2 separate regions of the Mus musculus genome follow, and region 1 is linked to region 2. A link is a contact called in public HiChIP or PLAC-seq data. All regions are on one chromosome and are shown on one strand. Each heading gives the region's core, a stretch centred on a gene start, on an enhancer-like site or on the middle of the called end of the contact. The rest is flanking DNA. Distances are from core to core; before and after follow the strand shown. Region 1 has its middle 5.1 kb from the start of Gm31610. Region 2 has its middle 150 kb from the start of Gm31466.

Region 1 (5,003 bases), core at 28-2,527, 840 kb before region 2:
TGCCTCTTCAGTCCTGGCACTCATTCGGCTACCCTCCTGATGCACAGCACAGCACTCTGGGAGGAAGAGGCATTGTTCCAGGAGGGAAAAGCCTGATAAGACTGTGCAGCTGTGTAGTCTCATTGACCTAGGAAAATCTTGCCTTCTGAATCTTATGAAAAAAGAAAACTGAAATTGTGGCTTGTTGTTGAAAGACTTTGCAAAAATCTTTTATTGTTTCAACCTCCTACTGGTATCTTCTTCTTGCAGGGCACAGCATACAGAGTCAATAAATATTTGCCAAGTCAATATAAGCATTCAGTAAATGAAAGACACAAACTAAGACTGGTGAAAATATCAAGAGCATTTAGTGAGGTAACTCTGGTATAGTACTTGTTCCCTTTTCTCACTCTCCCCTTTTTTGTTCACAGAAGGGAGCAGAAACTCTCCTTGACTCACACACCTCCTAATCGTTCAGAGTCCAGAACCCTCTGCAAACCAAGGACCCTTGTTTTTGTCTTTTTTAACATTATTTTTATTCCTCTGCTTAAAACAAATTAAATCAATGGGGCTGGGGATGGGGGAAGGTGCTTGTTGTGTGAGGACCTGAGTTTAATTCGAAATATCCAAGTGACAATGTGGACATTTTAGTCCTTTCTTTGTGGAGGCAGAGGTAGGCATCTCCATGGATCTTTCTAGCCAGCTAGTCTAGAGGAGTTGCTTAGTCTCAGATAGAGTGAGAGACTCTCTCAAAAATAAGGTGGAGAATGATGCAAGAATATATTTGACATTGACCTCTGGCCTCTATGTGCATGTGTACATGAGGCTGAACATCTTCCCAGGGCTGACTCTGGACAATCCTCAGCACAGTTATTTGTGTCCTAACTCACTCCTTGGCTCCAGGCTGCTAGAGGTTCAACAGTGAACAGGGTTCATGTTTGTGAGTATGTTTATAGAAGTAAGGATGGTTCTGCCAAGGCTGTGGAAAGACAGCTCTGTTGTGAAATATAATGAAATTAGGACACCATTTAACTTAGTCTTGTGCAGTGATGCTGCTCTGAGAAGCGAGGTGGTAGAAAATATCCCCAGGATAAGAGAGAACAGGATTTACGCATCAACACACACACACACACACACACACACACACACACACACACACAAAGAGAGAGAGAGAGAGAGAGAGAGAGAGAGAGAGAGAGAGAGAGAGAGAGAGAGACTCACATGGGGAAGGGAAGATAGAGAGGAGACATGCATGCATGGATAGCATACTCACAAACAAGAAAGAGAATTGGAACTAAATCTACTGCTAAGTTATGTCTAGTGGACTGAAGGAATTTGTTACCGCAAGATATGACATCTAATTTGGAAATGTGGGGGAGAAATTTTCTGCTACTGAAAGAACTGTGTGTTTTCCGAGAGTGCCGTTATAAAGAAACAGAAATGCAATTATTTTGGATTGTTTTTGGGCTCTGGTATTTTTAGATCTTCCTATAAACACCTCCCTGGAGGAGCACACTGCATTTGGCACGCCAGGGTAAATCAGCCTGTTCACAGGAAAGGCAACTGACAACTTGACGAGGTGTCTGGGCTTGTAGATGTCAGAAAGAGGCCAGGTGCTGAGGCAAGATATTCATGTATTTTGAGTCTTTTGGTGGGACAGTTTCTTCCTCCAGCCCTCTTACCTGAGGCTGAACATCTTCCCAGGGCTGACCCTGGACAATCCTCAGCACAGTTACTTGTGTCCTAACTCACTGCTGGGCTCCAGGCTGCTAGAGGTTCAACAGTAAACAGGGTTCATGTTTGTGAGTATGTTTGTAGAAGTAAGGATGGCTCAGGCAGGCCTGTGGAGAGACTGCTTTATTGTGAAATATAATGAAATCAGGACCATGTGAGTTAGTGCAGTGATGTTGCTTTGAGAAGTGAGTGGAAGAAAATATCCCCAGGATAAGAGACAAAGGATAAAATACCTTGATTTTTTTTTAAGTGCAGATTTTTCCTTTCTAGACCAATTGTTAAATAGGCCTTGTTTTGTTCAGTGGGGGCTGATAATGAAATATCAGGCTATTAAGGTTATTTCAGGTTCCTGTGTCTCCCAGGGTCACACAAGTCTTCTCATATGCATGTTAATCCATTTCAGCCTTCCTGCCAGTAGCTGCCTAAGTAGGGCAATCGGTTTAGTGTGCGCCCTTCCCCCACCTCACAGTTTAGTTATGAGGCAAAAGCTACTAATTGCCAGAATGTGCATTGAGGATCAATCCGTGCTTTTCTATTTCACAGACACAGCACTGAAATTGATGATTAATAAATGATTAATCTGGTGGCTGATTCCTCAGAAATGGAAAGCACCAAGTAAAAGCACAAAGGTGGCACCTCCTCCTCACCCATGTTTCTGGTGTGGCTTGCCCTGGCGAGCCCACGCATGCACTTGAGGAGTGTATGGAACTACATGGAGGATTTGCATCACAGACTGGAAACAAGGACTGCCTCACACCCAGCTCTGCTTATGTTCTCCTTTTAAGGATCATAGCTGCTCCATCTGCAAATATTTCCTAAAGAAAATCCTGCAGATGTGATTAAATCTCAGAAAACAGAAGACTGTACAGTGTGATTTTAGAATGACTCCTGAGTGTCTCCATCTCAGGGTCTTGTAGGGAGCCTTTTCTGGTTGCTATGATTTCAACCTGGACTATTCTCTATACAACAATTACAACAGAGCGGTAGCATTTAAACTATTGGGCTGAAATTCAAGCTCTCCCACCTACTAAACATTTGATGAACAGCAAATTAGTTGATCCTTTCAGGCCTCAGTTTCTTCTTATATCACAGGCAATAATTTTACCTTTATCAAAGTATTCTTCAGTGTTGATCAATTTATTTATTTGCTTATCTAGAAATAGGGTCTTGCTAGGTATCAGATTGGCCTCAGTCTCCCATATGCTGGGATTACAGGTCTGTACCACCATGCTCAGACTGGTAGGATTCTTCCAAAGACTAGATGAGGTAGTTCATGCTTAATAATCACTATGAGAACAGTTAAAATAAAGGAAAATTCCAGACATGTTTCAGTGAACTCTAACCACCTTTTGTCTATGATTTCATGCCAGTGTTAGATGTTTAATCCTAATGGTCAGTACCAAAGGGAGAAAGAATCACTAGCAAACAAGCCTCTTTCTAGCCACGTTTGTCATTGAGCAAAACTGTAAAGGTGCACTCTATTCTCTTCTCTTTTGATAAAAGCAAAGCCTGTTCACTGTAAGTGGCTATTAGAGAGCCAGTCTCTGTAGAGCCCATTCCATGTAATAGGTACTCAAAACTCATTCACACAATAATGGCTTAATATTTTCTGTAGTAAGGAGTGGCGGTAGAAGCCCTAATAAAACACCACATCGGCTTTGGAAACTCTGAATTTTGAAGCAGATGTTTTCTTAACATCCCGTAAATACTCCAATCATCTCAAACTGCCAGGCTTTCACCTTTGTGCAGATTTTAGAAATGTGCCCATTGAGTAATGGTTCTGTCTAATCTGCTTGACATTTATTGGTACTCAAAGAGAAGCAAGGTTAGAAGATGTAGTGGAGCCCATTCTAAATAAATCAGCGAGAGAAAGCACGCTGAATCGCAGGGGGAAATTACAGTGTCCAAATCATTTATACACCGGTGATTACCGTCTCACCTGGGTCCCCTGGATGCCACACAAGAGCCTGTGAAACTAGAGGAGCCATTCATCAACCCCAAGCCTAAGCCCTTACAGCTGCACAGTGAGATCCACTACTGAGGTGGAGACCAGCAGTGATACGGGGCAGGAGTGTGTCAAGAAGGGACAGGCAGGCCTGGAGGGCTTCTGGGACCATTTCTGTATTAAATTAATTGAAGGAGCTCTGGGAAATTACATCTATAGCTGCCTTAGTTCCCTAATAGAAAAATCTCTGCACGTGCATGTGTGTGCGTACAAGTCCGTGCAGTTGCCTGGAGGCCAGAAGTAGGTGTCAGACACCCTGATGCTGCCTTACACTGATAATAGGAAACTCACATCTCCTGGAAGAGCAGAATGTGTGCTCTTAACTGCTAATTCATCTCAACAACACCCTCACACCTACACTCACTCACAGTCACTCACACGTACTCACATACCTTTTAAAATGTCCTCATAAAGTAGAACCAATGTTTGGGGAAGGCAGCCCAGAGTAGACTAGACTTTTACTTGTATTCTGTGGAAACCCTCAATAGATTTAGAGATATGTAGAGTTCTTGGGACTTTGTGTAGGAACTTTTGGTAAATCTATTCTAATTATAGTTGGGTGGTAGAAAATTCTCCCTATGCCAAAATGTTAAACTTATGCAACAATATAACAATTGTTATGCAAATAATTTATGCAACAACTAATTTCAGAAGCTTGGTGTCAGTTTTCATGAATCTGTGTTCATGATTATCTTCATGCTGTGTATTAGACATACTACTAGTTATTTTATATTATTTACTTACGATATTAATTTGATATAGGTCAAGATATATTGTGATATGTTCATTACAGACATGTGATGTATCTAATTTTTCTGAATTGAAACATTCTGTTCTATAGGGAATGAGAAGTAAACTGGTAGAATTCACAAAGCTGAGGAAGATCAGAAAGTTACAAGATTGACAAAGAGCCTCCCCAAGGATACAAAGGCAACAGGAGACATCTGCTGGAGAAGAGGACTTATCAGCTACAGTGCTTTCACGCTGGGCAAGGAAGGAGCATGGGGCCACAGCTTCTTTGAATCGTCTCCCTAGCTGATGTGGGCTCTTGTGATACAGTTGTCAGAGAATCAGCCATGATCCTGTAAGGAACCTCATAGAACTCACTGGCTCACTAAGGTAGTCTTCAGAAGTCTTGCTTCTTTGTTCTTTTATCAGTTCCCTATCTAGGAGGAATTGATATGTGCTCCTGTCAATAAAAAGCATTCAACATACAATTTATTAATATTCTTGTATGTCATAAACTATCACGGATATTATATTTTTGAACTACTTTTGGCAGTGC
Region 2 (4,735 bases), core at 513-3,012:
TTTTATTAGACTGTGACCACCTTGACTTCTTTGCATATCATCTGTATCTGGTTCTGCACAAGTGGTCAAATGCATGACTGCACATGAAGAACAGCATAGACCAAAATAAAGTGAATAAAACTTGCTGCAAGTCAACTTAATATCAGACTCAGCAAATACATTTTCAACCCTTTTATAGAAAATATTTTCACCATTGTAATAATGAATAGCAAAGTGAATTATTTTAAGATATAAAGTTCTCAAAAGACCCATATGCAATGATGCTATTCCACAAACAGTAAGCATGTTGGCCTGATTCACTATAGTATCCTATATCACAATGGTCACACATCAGGTGCTTAATTTCTTTCAGCATCTACAAATAAACACACAAAACACTGAGTACCAAATTGTAACAACTTTAAAAACAATGAACTATTTTCAGTGACTGATATATTTATTCATTTTATAAATACTTATATTTGAGCCTCACTATTATAGCCCAGGTAAGTTACTGAAAATTATGCCTGCTGTGCAGGGCTCAGAGAACTCACTTTATCTGTTGTTGGTTCAGAACCAGTAAAGATTGTTAGATGTTGGAATGATGAGATCTGGCATAGGAAAGAACTTAGCTGTTGAGCAGCAGAGATATTCAGGAAGAATAAGGGGAGTGTTGCTTAGAAAAGGAACCAGAGTGTTCAAGGTGAATTGTCAAATGCAAAAGTGTAAGATCTATAATTCCATTATATTGAAAAGATCCATTTGTGGAAAAGGTCTTTAAAGATTCAGGCAAAGCCAAGTTCAGCAAATATGAAGGTCAGGCTGCAGTGGACTAAAAAGTGAATTAAAACAGATGATAGATTACTATTAGAGATGTGGAAAAACAGAGGAGAGAGATTAGGCAGTTGCTTAATGAAGAGGCAAAGTTATTTTTTCTTTCATTTTAAGTTGGGGAAGTTGGTTGAGAAATGCTCAAATATATTTTAAAGATTGAGGGAAATGAACCTGCAGATGTGTGAGGGAGTAAGGGGAGATTTACTGGTTGAAAAGCTAAGCAAGTTTTGGCAAAAGTGAGAGAAGATGGCACCATAAGGACAAGCAGAGTTCAGTTACAACTAATCATGAAGAAATAACTTGGATGGCAAGTGAAGACTAGCACAGAGAGCTGAAGGCAGGGGGAGCTCAGCCAGTAGGGTCCAGTCAGCATCCTGTTTCTCTAGAGTAAGAGGGCAGGGCCATGGACCAGAATTGAATGAACAGGAGTGAAATGGAGCTGAAAAGATGGGTTGTTTATAAGTACAAATATCCCAAATGAAGAACCAGACAACTCCTTCCTCTGCCTCTGGTCACTATCGTCTAAGCATCATGGAATGTCTAGGTGAATCATTATAATCTGCACAGTGATCATCTCAGAATGACCAACCTCAAACATCTGTTCCCACTATATTGGGAGTATGATCGTGATGCTGTTTTGTTTTGTCATTTTCTTATGTTTTTGCTACTATCTTTCTTTTATATGTTGTTCTCAACATTATGTAACTTGGGGGAGGTTTTCTTACATTTTTCATGCACCTACTCAGCTGACAGCTTCAATTGCTGCCTAATTCCCCCTGGACTTTGTGTTTGAGATTATCATCCTGTCACGAGCACCTTTCTCTGGCTAGGTCCACCTCCACCCCCACCTCTTTTTCAGTTTTATGGGAAGATTGATTTTAAGGGTTTTATAGATTTTATCATTGAAAACATCTTTCATTTTTAACACTCTATTGCCCTCTAGAGTAGATGAAGGTGTACAGCAGCAAATTCTGGTAAACTGCAGGATAGTTTGTGTGGAAAGGCTTTTTCTGAAACTGCAGCTATCCTCATTAAGAAAACATCCATTGAAAAGAGTGTGATTTTATTGAATGCATAATTGAAATAAATAATTCAATTTCCATAATAGACACATGGGAAACTGAAGAGTCTGTGCTCACAGACTTCCCTATAACAGAAAACTTCTCAAATAAATTGGGCTCAGAAATAAATGTCTATTACTTTCTGTTTCAAATTTACATAATTATCTTTCCCCAAAGAATGGAAATATCTTAAATAAAAAATATGTTTTCTAGTTTTCCAAACATATGCAGAAAAGGAAGAAAATTGAGATTAAGAAGGTCAAGTGTCATTAATATTATAGCAGAAGATGAAGTAACCAGAGCTCATTTCTTGAGGCATCCCTTCCTCTTTAATATGCCTGCATTTTACAGGTGACATCTCAGAGATTCCATATGCAGATCTTTGACATTTAGCTTAGGGTCTTCTTTGCTTAATGCTGTGTTTCTTGACCTGATAAAAGACACACGGTAGCTAAGTGACAATGGGAAGTGGTTCCTGTTGCAATCAAAGCAAGCAGCAAACACACAGCTATGTGTTTTGTGAAAACAACACTTAAGCATTGAGCTGGACACTTCTCCACAGCTTCTGAACTCAGTTATCTGGCAAACGCCAGTTTCCAAGAGTAGTACAGAGCCTCTTAAATAAAAATAAACCAGGGAATTTCAAGTCCCATTTAGCTAAAAAGAGTAAGATCTTACTATCCAAGTATGATTCTATGGCGGCCATTCTCATTCATATAACCACACTCATTCACAGTAAGCTCAAACAGGTATTGGATTTTTTAATATAAACACAAAAGCCATTTTCTCTTGCCTTAAGCTTTGTCCTTCACTTCAGAAGTTGCCAGTTTAGTTTTAGAAACAGAGAAAAATACCTAAAAAGAGGGGAAATATATTTACCCAGAAGAGAAACGGCACTGAGCTTTGTGATGTAAAGATCTTTGCTGACATAACCTGGAAAAATGAGGGAATTTAGAAATTTTCTCATGGGGAAATTTAGAAAAAAAAATGTATTAAAAGGGATTCAACACTAAACTGAGGTGTTTGTGCAGTGGGGAACACAACAAATCAATAGAATCTGGTTTTAGGTTGTTTTGTTTTGATTTTGTTTTTCCTATGTCTAGGGAAAAACAAATTGTTTCATTCTTATTCTTTGTACTTGTGTGTTTTCACCCAGAAGAAAGAGATGTCCTGGTATAGGCTGAGACTAAAGGTAGAAAAATACAAAAGGAATAAGAAGATACAGAAATGATTCATGGAAAGAAAGGCTACATACATACGCTTGAAATTAGGCTTTGTATGAAATAAATCAAAGTAAGGTTTAAGGTATGAAATAAGCTTCATAAGGCAGAAATTTGTAATCTACATTTAATTATTAACAGAAAAAAAAAAGCCTCTGGCAAATGTAGTGTGTACCTTCTACTACGGTGCTTTAAGCTCCAGGCCACCACCATGGTTCCCTTGGATCCCCCGATAAAAGACACACACACACACACACACACACACACACACACACACACACAGTGCTCATTTTGAACTTGCCTTATGGCTCGGCTGCTGGGCTCTTCTAAGCCTCCTCCAACTAGTGTGGTTCAGTGGCTTGGCTTTTCTAAGCCTCCCACACCTATCGTGGCTTTTCCTTTACTCCCTGCTCAACAGCCTACATCTGCCCTTAGCTTAGTTGCCCAGTTACCTTCTCTTGGCTCAACATTAGACATCTACCCTCAGCTTAGCTCTGTTTCTAATCTCCAGCTTAGGGAAGCAGTAAATAGTCACATGGCTGGTGACTCTCCATCCCTCCAAACCCTTTCCTCCTCCTGTGTCTCTTAGCCTGCCTGAGGGATCTTAAGCCCTGCCTCTTCTGCCCAGCCATTCACCATTAGCATCTATATTGATTAATCAAGAACTAATTGGGGGAATAGGACCTTCATTGTTCACACACAGATTCCCAATTAAAGCATTAGAACCTACCCCGTACAAGCAAGCCTAAGTGACTGCACTCATAGTGCTGAAACAAAATAGCAGCATCTGGGAAGTTTACAAATAGCAAAAGGTAATTTATTACCACTTTAGAGACTGAAAATCTGAAGATCTAATTCCTCATTCACAGGATAGCAAAGTGAGTTTGAAGGGACAGAAGAGAAGAAAGAAGGCCAATTCTACAAACGCATTCTATAATTTGACACTTCGTGGGCATATATGATTAAATGCATATTCATTTCGGGTATGATACCAACAGAGATTTAAGAAACTATTACATACACCCAAGGGGCAAATATAAGAAATTTACCAGGATTACTGACTAGAGCATAGAAAGATATTCTATCTATCTTACCATATTGTAGGTGGCTTAAAAAAGCTATATCACTGGAAAAATCTACTTCAGTATGAGACATGATTCTCGAAAGTTGTTTACCTTGAGCTCCTGCCCCACTTACAGGCAGCTCTACTAAAAGTCCCCTCTTTCCTAGCAGTTATTACTGGTGGAAAACCTTTAGATGGACCCAAAAATCATGTAACTTTCTGAACTTCCTGAGTATTGTAAATTTCATGATTCTCCCTCCTGCCTCCAGGATAGAATGTCCTAGTTTAAAGAAAATGGCACAGCTAATGAGACCAGCCCTCTCAAAAAGACAAAGTCTAATTACCAAAACATTTCTCAAGAGGCTGACCTCCAAATCTGCTGTATTGGGGATTAAGTTTTCCCATACATGAATTGGAGGAGACACATTAAGATTATAGTGCAACCATCTTGGAAGAGGCTATTTTACACACACACATACAAAAATGACCCCCAAACCAGGGCCTGGAGTGATGGTCCCAGTGACTAAAAGCATTTGCTGCTTTTGCAGTGGACCCAAGTTTGATTCTCAGCATCTACA

The links. HiChIP or PLAC-seq counts read pairs in DNA pulled down with a chosen protein or histone mark.
Region 1: a contact with region 2 is called in a RAD21 HiChIP or PLAC-seq map of pro-B cells, with 22 times the contacts expected there. The contact joins two enhancer-like sites. A contact is called at or near these places in 1 of 15 datasets of contacts at CTCF or cohesin (pro-B cells), 5 of 484 Hi-C or Micro-C datasets (bone marrow-derived macrophages, cardiomyocytes, cerebral cortex and 2 more) and 1 of 115 datasets of contacts at active chromatin or transcription factors (heart atrium).

Annotation. Positions count from the first base shown.
Region 1 is chr3:21,492,270-21,497,272 of GRCm38.p6, reverse strand. No RefSeq gene overlaps it. Among named protein-coding and RNA genes, the nearest start is that of Gm31610, 5.1 kb to the right of the region's middle. Within about 2 kb of position 1,277, at least 27 of the 459 cell types and tissues checked have an H3K27ac peak or open chromatin away from gene starts, as enhancers often do. A contact at or near this core is called in pro-B cells, where this site is marked.
Region 2 is chr3:20,652,493-20,657,227 of GRCm38.p6, reverse strand. No RefSeq gene overlaps it. Among named protein-coding and RNA genes, the nearest start is that of Gm31466, 150 kb to the right of the region's middle. Within about 2 kb of position 1,762, at least 5 of the 459 cell types and tissues checked have an H3K27ac peak or open chromatin away from gene starts, as enhancers often do. A contact at or near this core is called in pro-B cells, where this site is marked.